2 separate regions of the Xenopus laevis genome follow, and region 1 is linked to region 2. The links are chromatin contacts, called in public Hi-C maps. All regions are on one chromosome and are shown on one strand. Each heading gives the region's core, a stretch centred on a gene start, on an enhancer-like site or on the middle of the called end of the contact. The rest is flanking DNA. Distances are from core to core; before and after follow the strand shown.

What was found. Hi-C and Micro-C count contacts between places; a contact is called where the count stands out from the background.
Region 1: a Hi-C map of the XTC cell line shows a contact between it and region 2, with 2.4 times the contacts expected there. The contact joins two enhancer-like sites. A contact is called at or near these places in 2 of 4 Hi-C or Micro-C datasets (the XL177 cell line and the XTC cell line).

Annotation. Positions count from the first base shown.
Region 1 is chr4L:134,122,524-134,125,730 of Xenopus_laevis_v10.1, reverse strand. It overlaps a transcript of plxna1.L not described here. Among protein-coding and RNA genes, the nearest start is that of plxna1.L, 25 kb to the right of the region's middle. Within about 2 kb of position 1,385, at least 1 of the 7 cell types and tissues checked has an H3K27ac peak or open chromatin away from gene starts, as enhancers often do.
Region 2 is chr4L:133,941,597-133,944,954 of Xenopus_laevis_v10.1, reverse strand. All of the region lies in intron 8 of plxna1.L (plexin A1 L homeolog), which reads left to right. Among protein-coding and RNA genes, the nearest start is that of plxna1.L, 160 kb to the left of the region's middle. Within about 2 kb of position 1,989, at least 2 of the 7 cell types and tissues checked have an H3K27ac peak or open chromatin away from gene starts, as enhancers often do.

The DNA.
Region 1 (3,207 bases), core at 136-2,635, 180 kb before region 2:
GTTCACCTTTGAGTTAAAGTATCTTTTAGTATGATGTTGAGAGGGATATTCTGAGACCATTTGCAATTGGTTTTCATTTTTTTATTTCTTGTGGTTTTTGCTTTTTATTCAGCAGCTCTCCAGTTTGCAATGTCAGCAATGTGGTTGCTAGGGTCACCTAACACTAGCAACCATGCACTGACTTGAATAAGAGACAGGAACGTGAATAGGAGAGGCCTGAATAGAGAATACATAATACAAAGTAGCAATAACAATACATTTTGTAGCTTCACATAGCATTTGTGTTTTAGATGGGGGTCAGTGACCCCCATTTGAAAGCTGGAAAGAGTCAAAAGACAAATAAGTTAAAAAAAAAAAAACCAACTAATTGTTTTCAGATAGATCACCAGAAATAACGACTTTTTCCAATGAATTAATATTTTTTATGTGTCACCGTTTTTCTAATATTGAAGGTCTTTTTTTTTTTTCACCTCCTAAATCAGTTCTGGGAGGGGGGTCGCTGACCCTGCAAACTGTTTTAAATTGATACATTTAGTTGATACATTTTTTATCTTTGTACCTGTTGAGCAGAATCTCTGGGTTTCATTACAGGCAGCTGTTAGAATTGATACAATAGTTGCTAATACTCCAGAGATGCTGCTGAGAAATGGATCAACTAAATGTTGTAAAATTGTAACCGTTTAGGGTTAGTTCACACGAGGAGATTCGGGGAGATTTTCTCGCCTGGTGTCTAATCGCCTCGTCTTCTGAGCGTCAATCTCCCCAAACTGCCTCAGCGTGTTTTCCCATAGGCTATAATGAAAAGTCACCTGCGCTAAAGCACACGCGGCGATGCGTTTTCCATAGTCGCCGAAGTTGCCTCATGACTATGGAAAACGCATCGCCGTGTGTGCTTTAGCGCAGGCGACTTTTCAGCAAGCCTATGGGGAAACACGCTGAGGCAGTTGGGGGAGATTGTCGCTCAGAAGACGAGATGATTAGTCGCCAGGCGAAAAAGTCTCCCCGAATCTCCTTGTGTGAACTAACCCTCAGAGTCTGCACCTGAATTACTTAGCTGTCAGACTCAAACACCAGAGACACGAACATTCAGCTTTATACTTAGATTTTGGAAAGAACGGTAAAAAATAATGGATGGTAATTGAAAAAAGTCTTTATTTCTGGGGAACAATCTGAAAACAACTTAACAAAATTTTGGAAGGTGAACAACCCCTTGAAGGTTTGAGATTGAGCTTTATACATGCCTCCCAAAGCAGCAGAGAGGTAGTGGGAATGATAATTTCATAGCAGAACTACACTTCCCTGCACCCCCTCCACTTGCATAGTTGGTTTCATAGGTCAGTGCTGGTGTCAGTGTATTAAGTATTTATATACTCAGTTAGTGGCCTGCAAATCCTTCAGGGCTACAGGTTCCCATGCAACGCCTCCATCTGCTCACGGTAATGTCACTGTCTCTTTAACTCTGTGGTATTTATCAGTGGTATTTATGAGGCATCCGATTGCAAGTTGTAGGGAACAGTCTTGCTTTGGGGTAATGCCGCACTGCTTTAACTTACATTTAACGGGCGCTATGAGTAAGGATAAATGGCAGGAAGATTGCACCCTGCTGTATGTGGGTGGGAGTTATAACCTTTTAAGCAACTCTTATATGAATGTCTGTAACCTGCAATTTTCTCTTGTGTAACAGAGCGGTGGTGAGATATCGTGGCCTATAGAGTCTCTGCTGGTTTTTATTCAGCCTGGGTATATATTTTATGGCGGCCTGAGGGACTTGAATGGGGAGCCTTTGAATAGTGCTGCTCCCTGCTGAGTCAGATGGGACATTCCTGCAGTGGGTGCCCTGTGCCTGGGTGGGGGGGGGAGGGTGCAGCTGTTATCACTTCCATGGGTGACAAAGCCTTTAAAGCTGCAGGCTGCCCAACCATTCACCTGCTTTCATCCTATAATAACCCTTTTATATTCTCATTAAACAAGATGCTATTTTCAGTCACATTACATTGCTTAGTGGTTTTGTTTACTCTTCCTGGGCTAAACTTTCTTACCTATACAGATATACAACACCCACAGTGTCTTTATAGGGTGCTGGGAGAAGTAGGGGGTGCTGGGAGTAGTAGGGGGTGCTAGGAGTAGTAGGGAGAGTTTATCTATGGGCTGGTAGGACATAACTGCTTCCCTTTCTCCGGGAGCCGCCAGTATATAATGGAAACTCACTGATGAAATGCTTTGCCGGATTGTCCAATTATTTAACATGTTCAGCCCCCAGTTTGAGGACGGAGGACAAGCTTCCAATCACATTAAAGCCTCTCACATTGAGCTGCGTCTCCATGTTTTGGGCCTGCGGGGGGAATCTTATTGAATACAGCTATGAATAGTTAATATCTTACACACATCATCGCTGGATGGAAATTATAGACTATATTGCTTCTGAGTCATTATACAGGGATCCTGGAAACGTAAATCTGCTTAAACACTCAATGAGAAAATTGCAATTGGCCCCTGATTGGTGCATTTCTGTATTCGTATATTCCCATAGCAATTAATATCTATTGATGCATTATATCAACTTGAGATCCACTTGCGAGGTCGCCAAACGAGCGGATCTCTCCCCGATATGTCCACCTTGAGTTGGGCGATATCAGGCTGAGCCAGTCGTCGGCCCTAGGGCCCAATGATCAGATCACAACATTGGCTATACGGTGGTCAGATCGAGGACTGCATCAACATACCGTTGCTGTCCTTGATCCAACTGGATTTTTAACCCTGCCCGCTCAACAACTGGCCAGATATCGATCGCGGAAGCCCCTTAAGAGGGCCCCATACAATGCCCAATTGTGATCTGTTGGCATCTTAATACAGTTATGGGACCTGTTATACACAATGCTCAGGACCTGGGGCTTTCCCGATAACAGATCTTTCCGTAATTTGTATCTCCATACCTTAAGTCTACTTGTTTTGCCTCCAATAAGGATTAATTATATCTTAGTTTGGATCAAGTACAAGGTACTGTTTTATTATTACAGAGAAAAAGGAAATCATTTTTAAAAATTTGGATGAAATAGAGTCTGTAGGCTATGGCCTTTCTGTAATTCGCAGCTTTCTGGATAATGGGTTTCCAGGGTTAACTAGGAACAAGTTAAGGATCTTAGAAAAATTTAACTAACAAGGGTTTGTAGGGTTAGAATGTGATTAGAGGGCCCTACTCACAAGAGC
Region 2 (3,358 bases), core at 740-3,239:
TACCCTATTATTCAGCGCAATGAATATGAGATCTATTCTGTGCTTTTTGCTATTGATTTATTTAAAAGAAAAAAAAAAAAGTACATTTTTTGTTAATTCTTGCACTAAAGAAGGCCAAGACGATTTCCAGGTTCCCATGGTTCTTTTGACCTACTGTCAAAAGTTAAATTACTAGTCTGCTAAAGACCCCTCTGTATAATGTAGGGATGCACCGAATCGACTATTTTGGATTCGGCTGAACCCCCGAATCCTTTGCGAAATATTCGGCTGAAAACCGAATCCTAATTTGTAAATGCAAAATAGCTGTTGGAATAGGGTTTCCATCCGGCCGGTATTTTACCGGCCTAGCTGGTAAAACACCTGCCAAGGCTGGAGCCGGTATTACAAATTTACCGGCAATGTTGCTGACCGGTAAATTTGTAATACCCTTCAAAAAGACCCCATCCCCCTATAAACGTAGCTTTTGTCCTCCGTCTTCAGCTCTCCATGTTGTGGCCCCGCGCCCTTTTATGTCATGGCCCCGCACCTTTTGACGTCACACCCCACCCCTTTTGTTCCCGCCCCCCACCAGTCGGTAAAAATTTAGGAAAAGATGGCAACCTTAGGTTGGAAGGGTAAAACATTTACTTCCTTGTTTTGTGACAAAAAGTCACGTGATTTCCCTCCCGCCCCTGATTTGCATATGCAATTTAGGTTTCGGTTCAGCCGGGCAGAAGGATTTGGCCGAATCCTGCTGAAAAACGCAGAATCCCAAACCGAATCCTGGATTCGGTGCATCCCTAGTAAAATGAATTCCTCCTTATCTGTAAGCCTGACAAAGACTGCAGCTTGGGGGAAGGGACAGATTTGTTTATACAGTGTGCAAAATCAAAATCAAAGACCCCTCTTGGTCCCAAGCCCTATGGATAGTTGAACTGTTCGGCGAGCAGCAAGCTTACTGCACACCTGTTGCATGGAGTGCCAAAGAGTTTAGAATTAAGAAATGTTGCTAAATAGTTGTGCTTCTTTCAAAACTTGGTTTAAACTCAACACTGTTGATTATTGTTGGTTCGAAAACATCGAATAGAAAAAAGAAATGGTTGCTTCAAAACAGCAGTATCCTGATTAGTTTGAATCCTGATCCCCCCCCCCCACCACCACCACAACAATCTGCATCTTCTGTGGGAGCGAAGAAAACACGAAAGGGAAAGGGCAGCAAACGTTGGGCCCATTTATATTCCCCGAGAGTCATTAAAGTACCAGTGAGCCTCCATGAGACAGACACTCTTTCACTCTTTCTTCCTCTTGCAGGGAGTTGGTTAATTAGGCTTGTGAATTGTAGCCCACTTAATAACGGCTGGTGATGGCTCATTCCTCCACGGCTCCCCAGAGCGGGTCCCGCAGGTGCCACTTTGCCGCTGTTCAGACTGCATTTCCATTGTTTATTTGGTGTTTGCAATGAGCTAGATTTATGTTCCCGTCTATCAGGGAGAATATTAATGTGCAGGGACCTGCGGTATCCAACCTGCATCTAGCACAGCTGGCACTTAGATGGAATGGTGCCAACCATGGGGCACAAGTGAAGGCCAGAGACCTCTGGTGTGTGTGTAATTTATATTATCAGTATAGCACCCACTCAAGGAGCCATAATTACATCACCTTTGTATTATTCACCTTTCCTGTTAAATAAAAGGCAAAATAGGTGAGATGTAATGATAATAAGCTCTGCCTTCAAGGGCTGGTTCCCGGTATGGAATCCCTTTAGAAGGAAAGCAACTCCCAGTATGGCCGACAGTCTTGTAGCAGTGAAATAGTTAACCGCTGCACGCACACACCCCTGTCTGAAATAGCTGCCGCCACGGGACCTCCGACTCCCCCCTGACATGTTGCAGTTTTGTTGCTTTCAAGTCTCCTGTTCATGAAAACATGTAATTAGCTATCCTTGAGCAGTCATCCCCCATACTTAGGCCAATGGCCTGCCCCTCTTGGGGACCTTGCATTGGGCACAGGCAGCAATATGGGGCTGCACGTTGCATCAGACTGTCTCTCTGCTGCTTGGAAGGGCCCTAAGGGAAAATGTGTTTTTCATTGTCAGCTGTGTGTGTGCATTTCTGTATCTTCCCACCCCACCCTCACTCTATCGTCTTTTGCTTGTGCTCACCACAAAGGACTGCTCTCCAGCTCCTTGCCAGGCCCACAGGGGGTTTTGTAGAACTGAATATTCTGCTTGGGTATATCTCAACTTGTGGGCCAACGAGTTTTGCCTCGCTCTGTTGTGTCCGAGCTATGGTACTCCAGCTGTGATTGTACCTCCCTTGGATGCTGGGAGCTGTAGTCCAAGGATCAGCCATAGAATGCACAGCTGTTAACTGGCAGCGTCTAGAATTTCGGTCTGTTTTTGACTGATAACGTAACACTGAATAAACTGACAAAAGTTTGTTTTGAGGGAAAGATTTGCTGCATTTGGTCGGACTAAATTATTTTCACATATTTTGAACATATTGGGCTTAGAAAAAAAGAAAATGTGCAAACTTCATTTCTTTTTTTTTTTTAATATACTTTGCCTGTGAATGACAGCTTGATGAAATCCACACCGCTACATGCTGGTATCCAGCGAGTATGCACACGATCATAACATAAACATATGGGCGAAGAGAGACGCTCCGCCACATGCTCAGGGCTTTAGAACAAATGTAATATCGGCACCTGCACACGTGCGAGCGCTGAGTGACAAGTGATGGGCCACCTCTGTGTGCTGTGGTTGAGCAGATGGGACAGGTGATGCTTTAGGGACCACTCGCCTTTAAAGGGAAATCAACCAACCAATTATGGATATAAGGGGAAATGGAATGCTATGTGCCTACTATTTTTTTTACATTCTGCCACTAAGTGGAGGATTTAGTGCAAACTAACAGCCACAAATGCAATATGGCATTGCTTCAAAGTCACCAGACAGGGCCGGCCTTAGGCCAATTGGGCCCAATAGGGCCCCGCACCTCTGGGGGCCCCGCACCACAGATAATATTTCCCTCAGCACATGCTGCTGCCTGGCCTGCCCCCAACTTTGTCCAGCCCATCCCCAAATCCATAGGTCCAGCCCACCCCCAACTCTGATAAGCCAGCCTATCCCCCAACTCCATTGGTCTAGCCTGCCCCCAACTCTCATAGGCCCAGCTTTCCTCCAACTTTGATAGGCCCTGCATGCCCCCAATCCAACCAAGCCTGCTCCCAAGCTGAATCGGCCCAGCCTGCCCCAAACTAATTGGCCCAGTCCACTCTCCTATTTCCTCCCTCTCTCTCTTACCCTGTGTGCCCCTATTATGTGCCCCTATTTCATCCCTCTCACTCTCTTACCTTGTCTGCCCCTTTCCTTTCTATT